3 separate regions of the Mus musculus genome follow, and regions 1 and 3 are each linked to region 2. Evidence: chromatin contacts called from public promoter capture Hi-C data. All regions are on one chromosome and are shown on one strand. Each heading gives the region's core, a stretch centred on a gene start, on an enhancer-like site or on the middle of the called end of the contact. The rest is flanking DNA. Distances are from core to core; before and after follow the strand shown.

The links. Promoter capture Hi-C pulls out the DNA fragments that hold promoters and counts their contacts.
Region 1: a promoter capture Hi-C map of stem cell-derived epiblast-like cells shows a contact between it and region 2, with 4 times the contacts expected there. The contact joins the enhancer-like site here to the promoter of Eif1b in region 2. A contact is called at or near these places in 4 of 39 promoter capture datasets (hippocampal neurons, liver and stem cell-derived epiblast-like cells), 3 of 484 Hi-C or Micro-C datasets (the N1E-115 cell line and embryonic stem cells) and 3 of 115 datasets of contacts at active chromatin or transcription factors (cardiomyocytes, embryonic forebrain and embryonic midbrain).
Region 3: a contact with region 2 is called in a promoter capture Hi-C map of the HPC-7 cell line, with 16 times the contacts expected there. The contact joins the enhancer-like site here to the promoter of Eif1b in region 2. A contact is called at or near these places in 9 of 39 promoter capture datasets (the 3T3-L1 cell line, the HPC-7 cell line, cranial neural crest and 5 more), 4 of 15 datasets of contacts at CTCF or cohesin (embryonic stem cells, large pre-B cells, pro-B cells and 1 more), 88 of 484 Hi-C or Micro-C datasets (the AML12 cell line, B cells, the Ba/F3 cell line and 49 more), 12 of 115 datasets of contacts at active chromatin or transcription factors (astrocytes, bone marrow-derived macrophages, craniofacial prominence and 9 more) and 1 of 9 other capture datasets (embryonic stem cells).

The regions. Positions count from the first base shown.
Region 1 is chr9:121,470,265-121,474,036 of GRCm38.p6, forward strand. Trak1 (trafficking protein, kinesin binding 1) reads left to right here. Exons shown (of 16, transcript NM_175114.3): 16 at 1,973-3,772. The coding sequence ends at 2,735. Among named protein-coding and RNA genes, the nearest start is that of Gm51661, 17 kb to the left of the region's middle. Within about 2 kb of position 2,102, at least 7 of the 459 cell types and tissues checked have an H3K27ac peak or open chromatin away from gene starts, as enhancers often do. A contact at or near this core is called in stem cell-derived epiblast-like cells, where this site is marked.
Region 2 is chr9:120,490,443-120,494,024 of GRCm38.p6, forward strand. Eif1b (eukaryotic translation initiation factor 1B) reads left to right here and starts at 2,164. Exons shown (of 4, transcript NM_026892.3): 1 at 2,164-2,399. The coding sequence starts at 2,369. It overlaps D830035M03Rik (RIKEN cDNA D830035M03 gene), which reads right to left and starts at 2,139. Exons shown (of 2, transcript NR_166642.1): 1 at 1,664-2,139; 2 at 1-688.
Region 3 is chr9:121,248,630-121,252,181 of GRCm38.p6, forward strand. Ulk4 (unc-51-like kinase 4) reads right to left here. Exons shown (of 37, transcript NM_177589.3): 15 at 2,233-2,414; 16 at 296-342. Among named protein-coding and RNA genes, the nearest start is that of Gm34735, 20 kb to the right of the region's middle. Within about 2 kb of position 1,317, at least 16 of the 459 cell types and tissues checked have an H3K27ac peak or open chromatin away from gene starts, as enhancers often do. A contact at or near this core is called in the HPC-7 cell line and bone marrow-derived macrophages, where this site is marked.

The DNA.
Region 1 (3,772 bases), core at 852-3,351, 980 kb after region 2:
GTTGAGCTGAGAGGAGATATAGGGCAGAGAGTCTGAGCCCACGGGCAAGGCAGGGGGTGAGCACACGGCCAATGGAGCCTGCTCCTGCAGGGCCACGCCCAAGGAGCTGTGTGTGCAACTGTGGCTGCCACTAACCCGGGGACGGAGGCTTCCATGTGTCTCTGTGGTTGTGCCTGGTTAACATGGTCCTGACCATTATTCTAACCCAGCTAAACCCCCAGACCAGCTGAATGTCAACACTAATGAAGGCATAACAGAAGGTTTCACCCAATGGGGTCCCTGGATTTCCGCTTTGTTTCTGTCCCTTGCTGCCCCTGGGAGATGCTGGCTTCCCAGCCTGTGACTTTGTTTAGAAGAGGTTGTTTTAAAAGGCCACAGAACGTTGATGTCCCTTGTGAAGCCAAATAACTAAATGTATGCTTTGGGTTGAAGCCACAGGCCTCAGACTGCCCCCAAGTATGTCTTACCCCAGAAGTAGCTATGTGGGGGGCGGGGCAGAAAGACCTTGGAAGTCAGGTGTAAGGGGAGCTACAAGGGGTAAGGGGGTAGGGGACTGTCTTGCCTGAGGTGGGAAGAAATGTAGCTCGGGTGGGGGTGGGGTGGGGGGAAGTCTTAAAAATCTTCATAGGAATGGCCACACTCATTTCCCTTCTTGTCTAGAACATTCATACCTTCTAGCAACTCTCAGCATTTATAAAAACCTTTCCTGCGCCTTTTGCGAGTCTCCCCTTCTTATCCCCAGATCTGCTGTGCTCTCTCCAGGTACTCCCAACTCTGCAGAATCTCCTCTCTCAAGCTTGTGTGTGATGAGCTGTTTCTGTGGCTCCCACCCCATGCCCGCCAGTGTTAGGTGGGGAGACTACCTAAATGTGGGGTCACATGGCACCTCTATCTCTCTCTGTCTAGGGAGGGAGGGGCCCGTCTCTCATCATTCCAAGGGCCTTCTCCAGATGGTCCCGGTTCCCTTTCTGTTTCTAGTTGGTGCCTGCCCAAGGTGCCTGGGCCTCCCGTGAGCAGCCTGGGGAGAGGGGTCTATGACTGAGTTCTGGGGACTGCTCAGCTGGCCTATTGCTAGGGAAGCTGACCACTCCGGCTGAAGTCCCACGAGGCAGTGGCAGTAGGTTTTCTTTTGTCCCTCTGCACCCTCTCAGAAGCAGAGCAGACCTCCCTGAAAGCCAGCTTTGTGAGCACAGACTGCTACTTCTCCCTGCTGCCTGCATTCTGGTGGCTTTCCCAGCTGGATCACAGATACTGGGACCTCCCAGGTCTCCCCAGTCATCAGGCCGTGGTAGATGGACGAATATGGCTTCGCTACACACTCTGATGGGCTTTGAACCTTACAAATCCTAGACAGATTGATCATGTTAGATGTGGTTTCCTTCCCCTGCCCTGACCAGTCCACTGCATCCCAGTCCACTGCATCCCAAGGTGTTTGCACAGTGGGAAGTGGGAGCAGGAACAGCACGGGGCTGAGGCTGAGGCTGAGGCTGAGTCCTGTGCCTTGGCTGCGTTTTTGCTGTTCCTGTAACAAGTTCTCCCGTAACTCGCGGCCCAGGTTTGAAAGATCAAGGTTTGGAAAAAGAACTATTTGGGGTAATTTGGTTGCTGAAGGGTCTGCTTCCTGTCATGACCTGACAGCCGTGGGGCCGCTTCGCATGTGGGTTCAAGTCCAGGATTGTCCACTCACTAGCCAAGTACAGCCCTGAGTACGCCCACTGACCTTAGAGTCTGCATCTCCATGTACAGAGGAGACAGACGGCTCTGGGGTAAGCAAGGGACCATGCGTAGCTTCCTGTTAACTTGAAGCACAGTAAGAGACCCCCCCCCCCTACAAAATGAGGAGCAGAGGGCTCCACAGGGCACAGCAGGGAGTGTCTTCTCCTACCCCAAGCTGCTTCTGCACTCCCTGCAGGCGACTGGGCCACTGATGGTTCTTTCTCACTAATAACCAGCCCCCCCCCCTTTCTTTCAGCCTTAACTCTGCCCCAGCTCCGGCTTGTAGCAGTACCAGCCACTTGAAATCCACACCAGTGGCCACGCCATGCACCCCCCGGAGACTGAGCCTGGCTGAGTCTTTCACAAATGTCCGTGAGTCCACGACAACCATGAGCACGTCCCTGGGGCTGGTATGGTTGCTGAAGGAGCGAGGCATCTCGGCGGCCGTGTACGACCCCCAGAGTTGGGACAGAGCCGGCAGGGGCTCCCTCCTCCACTCCTACACCCCTAGGATGGCTGTGATCCCGTCCACCCCACCAAACTCCCCTATGCAGACACCTTCGGCCTCCCCGCCCTCCTTCGAGTTCAAGTGCACGAGCCCTCCCTACAACAACTTCCTGGCTTCCAAGCCGGCCAGCTCTATCCTGAGGGAGGTGAGGGAAAAGAGGCCCGTGCGGAGCAGCGAGAGCCAAACAGATGTGTCTGTCTCCAACCTCAACCTTGTGGACAAAGTCAGGAGGTTTGGGGTGGCCAGAGTGGTGAACTCAGGACGTGCCCGTATCCCCACCTTGACTGAGGAACAGGGACCTCTCCTCTGTGGACCCACAGGGCCAGCACAGGCTCTTGTCCCTGGGGGCCTGGTCCCCGAGGGCCTGCCTCTGGGGTGCCCCAGTGGCATCCGACGGAATCGCAGCTTCCCCACTATGGTCGGGTCCAGCGTGCAGATGAGAGCCCCCGTGATCCTCACCTCGGGCATCTTGATGGGTGCTAAGCTCCCCAAACAGACTAGCTTGCGGTGAGGCTGGGGATTGCTGTCCTGTCTGCTTCCTGCCTCCTGTCCCCGACAGAGCACTCACACCCCTGTCTCCTCTGAGGTCCACTCCTTCTGAGTTAGAGAGATCAATTGTGTGCCTCTTGGGGGGAGAGTGGAACTCCATATGGTGTGTATACAGGACTTGGGGACCTTGCATCTGCTCTCTCATCCAATCCACAGGAAGTAATAACCCTACAAGGTCACAATCTCGTGAGGATGTCACCTGAGCTCATTTGGGGGAAGGTGGCGTCCTTTCTTCCTTACTTTAAAGAAGCACTGAAATTCCCAAGGCTGTTCTTATCCCATGGATAGGAATCTGGTGAATTCTGCATAAGACTGTCAGGGTGCACACAGAGCCGCCGTGTGGCACAGGTCTCCTCGCTCACCTATGACAGCCGACACACAGGGCTGCTCGCCATCGGAGAGCTGTCCTTTCAGTTGTAGGTGACCCAGCTTCATCAAGGTCTGCACTATCCTGCCCCAATGGACTGTCTGTTCTCCAGACTTCTTTTCACGTCTCTGACTTGAAGTTACCTTGCATTTTGTCACAAGCTGTCAGGGTTAGAGCCTGACGCGAAAAGAATGTATTTACACTCTGATGCGCAATCAGGCGGCCCCTCCGTGTTCTGAGTGATTGATTTTTTCTTTTTTTCCTTCCCATTTCTAAAATTTTTATTTGCAGGGAAGTCTCAGTACTGGCAGTTTCTCTTGGTTCTGACACCAAAGTGCAGACGGCACACACGCTAACTCTCTAATGACAGAGCTTATTTCTGGGACCCAATGTCACAGCCAGGGTGATGTATGACCAGTTCTCACTGTAACAATAGGATCATGGGGAAGGGGACAGGACTGTTAAACCTATACACGGTGGAGGGGAAGGGCCGAAGTCACAGCACACCTCAGGGCATCCTGAGCCAAGGTGTGTCAAGCGTGATGGCTGCTGGCCCCTTTTCACTCTGAAGGGAGCTCAGGCCACATCGTAGAGCTCTGTGGTCCTCAGTGGCTGCAGTTTTTAGTCCCCTC
Region 2 (3,582 bases), core at 914-3,413:
ATTCTTTTTATAAGAATGCTGTCTTGTAGAAATGGGATATAAGCTACATGTGATGTGAGATTTTCCAGTAGGGTTTTTTTTTTTTTTTTAAGTAAAAGCAGGTGGACTGGAATCTTTTGAAGTCTGCGCATATTTTATATTTACCCTTGCATTTCCATTTAGACCAGCTATACTGCAAGAGCTCCGTGCTGTGGGTGAACAGTAGATTTGCACTGTACACTAGAGGCTTAAACACAAAGTCCATGAGGGCAGACACAGAAGAGCCTTTAACCAGTTTTTTTTTATTTGCTTGGCTAAAACTTTTGTAGCTTTCTTGGGTACTTCTGATGTAAGCCTTACTTCTAAATGGAGGGATACGTTCTACTAACAGGTATAGTGACAGTGAGACCTTGAAATTTTCGGGGTGTGTGTCTGCAATGTGAGTGATGTCCACCTGAGTGCAGGTACCCACAGAATCCATAAAAGGGCATCCGACCTCCTGGAGTTGGAGTTGTAGGCAGTTGAGAGCTGCTTTCTCCTGAGAGCTGGGGCCTGCAGCAGTCCTCTGAAAGAACAGCTAGACTATGCCATTGCTCCAGCTCCAGTCTTCAGGGAAACTTCAAGGTTTTTCTGTTTTAGTTTTCTTCTCTGGCTCACTCATCCTAGGCTCCATCTGAGAAACCACGTAATACCCAGTGGTAAGGTATATCTAGTAAGAAAAGGGGGGAAACATACCATGTAGTAGAGTGGTAATTTATACCGTATGTTTTGTGTAGTCTGTGCTTCTTATACTACTTTGTAGACTTCTTTAAGTTACTTAGAAAATAGTGTTAATATTTCAGGCAGAAAATTTATATAATTTATTAAAAACTTCTCAAGGACTGGTGAGGTGGCTCAGGCTTGCTGATGGCCTGACAACCTGAGTTCCTGCTCCAGGACCTACATGAAGGTGGAAGATGCTCAAGACTATTAATTCAAATATTCGTAAGCTAGAGTTTTTCAAACCATGGTATAAGAATAAAACTGAGTAAGTAGTGTGCCTGAAACCTGACTGGTGGATGTAGGGGCATACAAGTGTATTCATTTTTACAACCCTAAAGCAACAGGCCATGCATAGAAACATTAGGAGCGGCCACTTTGTACAATAGAAGTCACTGAAACATGAGCACTACACTCCAGATATTCATTTCCTTTTTTAAACTACAGTAATGGACTTCGAGAGACTTCCCAGGAGTTGCTGCTCTTACACAAGACCTGGGTTCTGTTCCCATGGTCTCATAACCAGCTGTTATTCCAGTTCCAGGGGATATGACACCCTCTTCTGGCCTCTATGGTACATACACCCAACCACATAAAAATAAAATCTTTTTAAAAAGGAAATTGTAGTAGCGATTGGACCTACTGCTACATCTTGTTGAATGGATTGCTAGACAGAAACATAGTATGTATGCTATCTATGGCTTCTAATGTCTTGCATCAGGCCTCCAATACTATTTCAACACGAAGGCAACAGGTTTGACCTACAAAAAGGTTAAGAATTCCAAATTTTTAGTCTACTGCTTTGGTCTAGAAAGCCAACCACCTGCATAGGTGGTTTACATAGGTTAAGACGGTTCTCCACTGTCCACTGATGGTTGTGCACGGTTACTCTTTACAGTTACTTCATCTGCTCGCTCACACTCACCTAGCAACCACCAGACACCCATCCTGCACGGGACTTGCATCCGACCTTAGGAGGCTCCGCAGAGGAGAGCTCGGGCGGGATGGTAGCGCGTTCTCTCCACGCACACCTGACTCTGCTAGAGGCTAGGTCGTGACACCTGAGACAAACAGGTTAAGCTTAGTAGAGACTGCAGCATCGGAATCCCGGGGCTTGGAGGAAGGGAGAATTCCCAGGTGGCACCCACAAGGGTTCTGCAAGGAACTCAGGGGTCTCGGGAACCCTGGGGGCTGGGGAGGGCGGCGGAGGCGCAGAGCGCGGTCCCCGCTGGTTGCAAGTCCAGACCCCCGGGGGCACGTTTCTCGCCGTTGCACCCGGAAGCGCCTCCGCCCGGCGCCTCGGGCGGGACGGACCGCGGCTGCCCGCAGTGGGCTCCCGCCCGCTCCTCGCTGGCCCCCGGCTCGGCGCTCCGGGGCGGACGCGCGGTGCGTGCGGACGGTCACGTGGCGGCGGCGCGCGGGGCTAAATACGCGGCGCCGGCCATTTTGTGCGAGAAGCCGCAGCGCCGCCTCCCTGCTCGCGCCCCACCGCCGCCTCCGCGTCTTCCTGCGCCCCGGGCTTCCGCCGCTTCATTGATTTCCGTTTCTCGCCGCTGCAGCCTCCTGACACGGTGATCCGGGCGGGCCCCGCGGGAATTCTATCCTCTCACCGGCCTCACACTAGTGTCGCATGTCCACTATCCAGAACCTCCAATCTTTCGGTAAGGGCCAGTGGCCGGCCGCCGCCCGCGTCCCTCTGGGCTTTGTCTCGGCGCCCAGAAGATGGCGACGGGGGGCTCCCCGCGACCCTAGCCCGGGGGATGCCCCTCTCCGGGCCTCGGACACGGCCTTAAGTGGGCCTGCGACTCCGTAGAGGCGAGGGCCCGACCGGCAGGCGCTTGGGGAACTTGACACTGGCAGGAAGACAAGGGTCTCGGGGACTCACAGGACGGTCGGGGGACACGCCAGGGCTGCAGGGGGACCCGCCAGAGGCTGGGGGGACTGACAGAAAGGCCGGGGGCTTCAGAGACCCGTAAGGGAGCTACAGTACTTGCCAGGGCTGCAGAGACTAGGACTAGGGGCTTGCAGGGAACCTGACAGTGACAAGACGCTGGGAGTCTCTGGTGTTATCTCTCTTGTGGCCTCGGGGCTGGCCAGGGCTTTGCAAGGAGACTGGAGGGGTGGGGCCCAGAAGCTGGAGAACCTGACAGCTTTAGGGTGACTGCGAGACCTGTGACTCTCAGACGACTCACAAGTGTGTGTGTGTGTGTGTGTGTGTGTGTGTGTGTGTGTGTGTGTGTTGGGGCATGGGGGGCGGGGGGTGGCCTTGCTCAGTCCTTGCTGGGAGGGAAGGGAAGTTAAGGGCTTAGAGGATCTGCGACTCAGTCGGCCAGGACTGGAGGGGGGGGGGGTGCCAGAGAGACCTGTCACTGACCGGAGCTGGGGTGGGGCTGGACCCAGCTGGTTTTAAGCAGCCCCCAGAGGCGTCTGTTTGAAACACTTAGGAGAGAGGCCTCTGATTTGACTTGGAAGTGGCCCTGTTGTCTCTGCTTGCAATCATTTTGTAAATTACACCTCGTGAGGTTGCATGTATATGTTTATATGTGTTTTATAAGGCTCAGTTACTATGTTAACTAATTGGGGTGGGTGTTTTTGAATGTTGTAGTCGAAAAATAGTGGCGGTGACGCATGTTCTTGTGGCGGCTGTATGAAGGCTGTATGAAATTAGGGTTTCGTAAATGTTTTCTGTCTCATTTGCTGGTGGCTTCCACAGTGGTGGTCTCTACTTTTAAGCTCAGATATCGGCATACAGAGCCTGCTTAGGTTTTTCTCCTTTGAAAAACTTATTATCAGTGAGCCCCACCCTCGCCTGCAGAAATGGAGCAGGAGTGCTGGAGGCCTCAC
Region 3 (3,552 bases), core at 67-2,566, 760 kb after region 2:
CCGTGCATGATTGTCCCATCAGTTTCCATAATACCGTGGGGAAACTCCTGCCACCGGAGGAAGACAGAGGTGTCGGAGGCAGGCACAAGATGAAAAACCCAAAGGTGGGCCGATCTCACAATAGACACCCAGAGAAGGGACAGCCTTCCACATTGGGACAACAGGCAGTGGCTGCGAGTGTCTCATGGTTACCGCAGGCTCACTTCGGATGACTTAGGACTGTGCTTATGATGAGGTATCTGGCAATAACTACAAAATCACAAAGAATGTGCTTTAAAATACGAAGGTTACTTACATATCCCAGTTAGGAGCTATCCGCAGGTGCTGGATTAGCAACTGGAACTAGAATTTAAAAAAGAAAAACATCAAAATGTAAGTTTTATTCAGAACAACATCCAAAGCAATCGGTGAATTAGCAGGGAAACTTACACAGCTGGGGTAAGTGAGACTCCCTCCAGGGAGGTGACCACTGACAGACATGGAACCTCAGCCAGTGTGCCAGCAAAATAAACATAAATAAGAAGTAAGAACTGGGGGCTGGAGAGATGGCTCAGGGGTTAAGAGCACTGACTGCTCTTCCAAAGGTCCTGAGTTCAGTTCCCAGCAACCACATGGTGGCTCACAACCATCTGTAATGGGATCCAATGCCCTCTTCTGATGTGTCTGAGGAGAACTACATTGTACTCATATGCATAAAATAAAAAAATAAATAGAAGAAGAAGAAGAAGTGGTAAGAACCGAGCAATGGAGGGGACAGCTTAGCAGGTAAGAGCAGGTGCTACTTCTGCAGAGGATCCAGGTTCAATTCCCAGCACCCACATAGAGGTTTATAAGCACCAATCACCTGTAACTTCAGCTCCAGGGGAACTGACCCCCTCTTTTTGGCATCCAAGAGCACCTGATGTAACATGCACATGTGCACACACACACACACAATTTAAAGATAAAATGAATCCAGCCGGGCATGGTGGTGCACGCCTTTAATCCCAGCCCTCGGGAGGCAGAGGCAGGCGGATTTCTGAGTTCAAGGCCAGCCTGGTCTACAAAGTGAGTTCCAGGACAGCCAGGGCTACACAGAGAAACCCTGTCTCGAAAAACCAAAAAAAAAAAAAAAAAGATAAAATGAATCTTTAAAAAATTAAGAGCAAGATGTTCTCGATTTGTCCTACTAACTACTCTCCCCACCCCCCACAGACACACAGCAACCTTCACAGGGAGGGAACAAAATGAACTGAAACTCCTCCAGGCTGACTTCAGGGGCTCAGCAGAAAGTGCCACAGTCGCAGCTTCCAGCGGCCCGCCTGAGGAAGTGCCATAGTCGCAGCTTCCAGCGGCTGGCCTGAGGAGCTCTGCCGACCCTGGCCAGTCAGTCACCAGTGAGGCCCGCCAAGGAGAACAGGAAGCGAATGCTGTACGGCTTTCTGTCCTTTCACACATCGGAAACCCTCGCATTTGTCCAGGTGGCCTGGAGCAGGAGCCACCCGAGTTTACTCCAGCACAGAGCTCCATCTCCTGATTACAGACAGGTACAATGGCTCCCGGCCAACACTTAACAAAAATGTCCACAGTTCGAAACCACCATCCACACAACTGCTTCAAGGAAGTTGATGATGATTCCAAAACCTTCATGAGAAAATTTTTCATAAAAAAATAAATCACTTTATTCTTTGTAATTAAATCAGATTACGATTGTATCCATCTGGACATGGTGGCACAGACCTATAATCCCAGCAACTTGGGAAGCTGAGGCAGGAGGATCATATGATCAAGATCTAACTAAGCTACAGAACATGTTCAAGGCCTGGGGAACTCAGAGACGGTGGCTCAAAATAAAAACTAGGGTCAGGGATGTGGCTCAGTGGCAGAGCCCTTGCCTGGCCTGGGTAAGGCTCTGGGATCCCCTGTTCTACCACCACACACACACACACACACACACACACACACACACACATACACACACATACACACACACATATATTCACACACACATACACACATACACACACATATACACACATACACACACTAACATGCACACACACACATACACACACACACACACACACACACACATATCCTTGGTCTATTGTTTTTATTGCCTGTTCTGTTCTACTACTGAGCTGATCATCACTCGGCCCCAAGCTCTTGTTCACATGTCTTTGAAATACAGAGGCCAACCACACAGAGTAGGTGGTGGGGCCCTGGGAGGCCCATCTACCCTGCAGTACCTACCAGCGGGGAGTGAAGCAGCCTGGTGGCCACCTCCTTGTGCGTGGCCACCACACACAGGTAGCACAGGAGGTTCAGCTTGGCCCGCAGCGCCCCTGTGCTCTTCTCGCTGGAGTCGATCTGGGAGCACACCTGCTGCAGGAAGTCATTCCAGTCTTGGTCCTTGAGGACCAGCAACTTCTCCACTGTGGAGGGAAGGAAGCAGAGGGAGCACGTGTGAGGTGGAGAGGGCTGAGCAGACATCCAGTGAGAAGCAGAGGAACAGAGAACTCAGGGCCGGGATGAGGAGGAAACACTACATGACAGTTAACAAAAAGGCACCCCACCTCGGCTCTGAGGCGATGCGCTACTTGGCTGGCCTCTACCCAGGGAGACATAACCATGTCAGTGAACAACTGCTACAATAAGAACAGTAATGACAATGACCATAATAATAATCTTTTCGGGTCAAGAGCTGGGGAGACAGGGAGCCTTGCAAGCATGAGGACGTGAGTCTGAAGCCACACATGCAATCCTGACCCTCAGCAAGTGACGGCTGAGGCTTCCTGGGGCTCCGTGGCCAGCCAGTCTAGTCTAGTCAATGAGCTCAGATCAAGGGACCTCCCTCTGAAGAGATAGACAGTGTGTCTAAGGATAACACTGGGGCCATGCTCTGACACACATGCTCACACTTGCATGTGTACAGATCCAACCACATACAGCTACATCCACTCACATCTACACACACTTTTACAAGTCTGGTAAAATGACTGTTAGACACATCCAGGTCGGTAGGGTGGCTGGCAAAACCTGGAACTCCAGCCTCCAGCTTCCCGCACAAACCAAAGACATCAAAAATGGCGTCTAACCGCACGACAAATGCCAGAAATGGCATCTAACTGCAGGACAAACGGCAGAAGTGGCATCTAACCACACGACAAACGCCAGAAATGGCGTCTAACAGCACAGATCTTACCTTATCTCTATCCATAGACAGACTCGTTTATAAAAACTGCAACTGTTCTCTAACTCTCAGGGGAAGGACTGAGTGATTTCCTGGGTTTCACGGGTAAGGGTTCTCGATACTAGCCACACTATGACTCTGTCACTTTGGTCCCTCAGAAGCGTCCCTCTTGGAGGCTTTGCTCTTAGCTTGTATCCATGTATGAGCTTGGCCTGCACTCATGTAAGTCAGTGTCTTCTTAACTGTGCATCCGTTTTGTTATCTCTAATTTAGTCCCAATCACCGAGTGACCTAGCCACAGAGGAGAACTGGCCCACTAAAAAGATGAACAGCAAAATTCCTGAGGTTCACTCCAGGAAAGACTTTCATGGGCTGAAGGG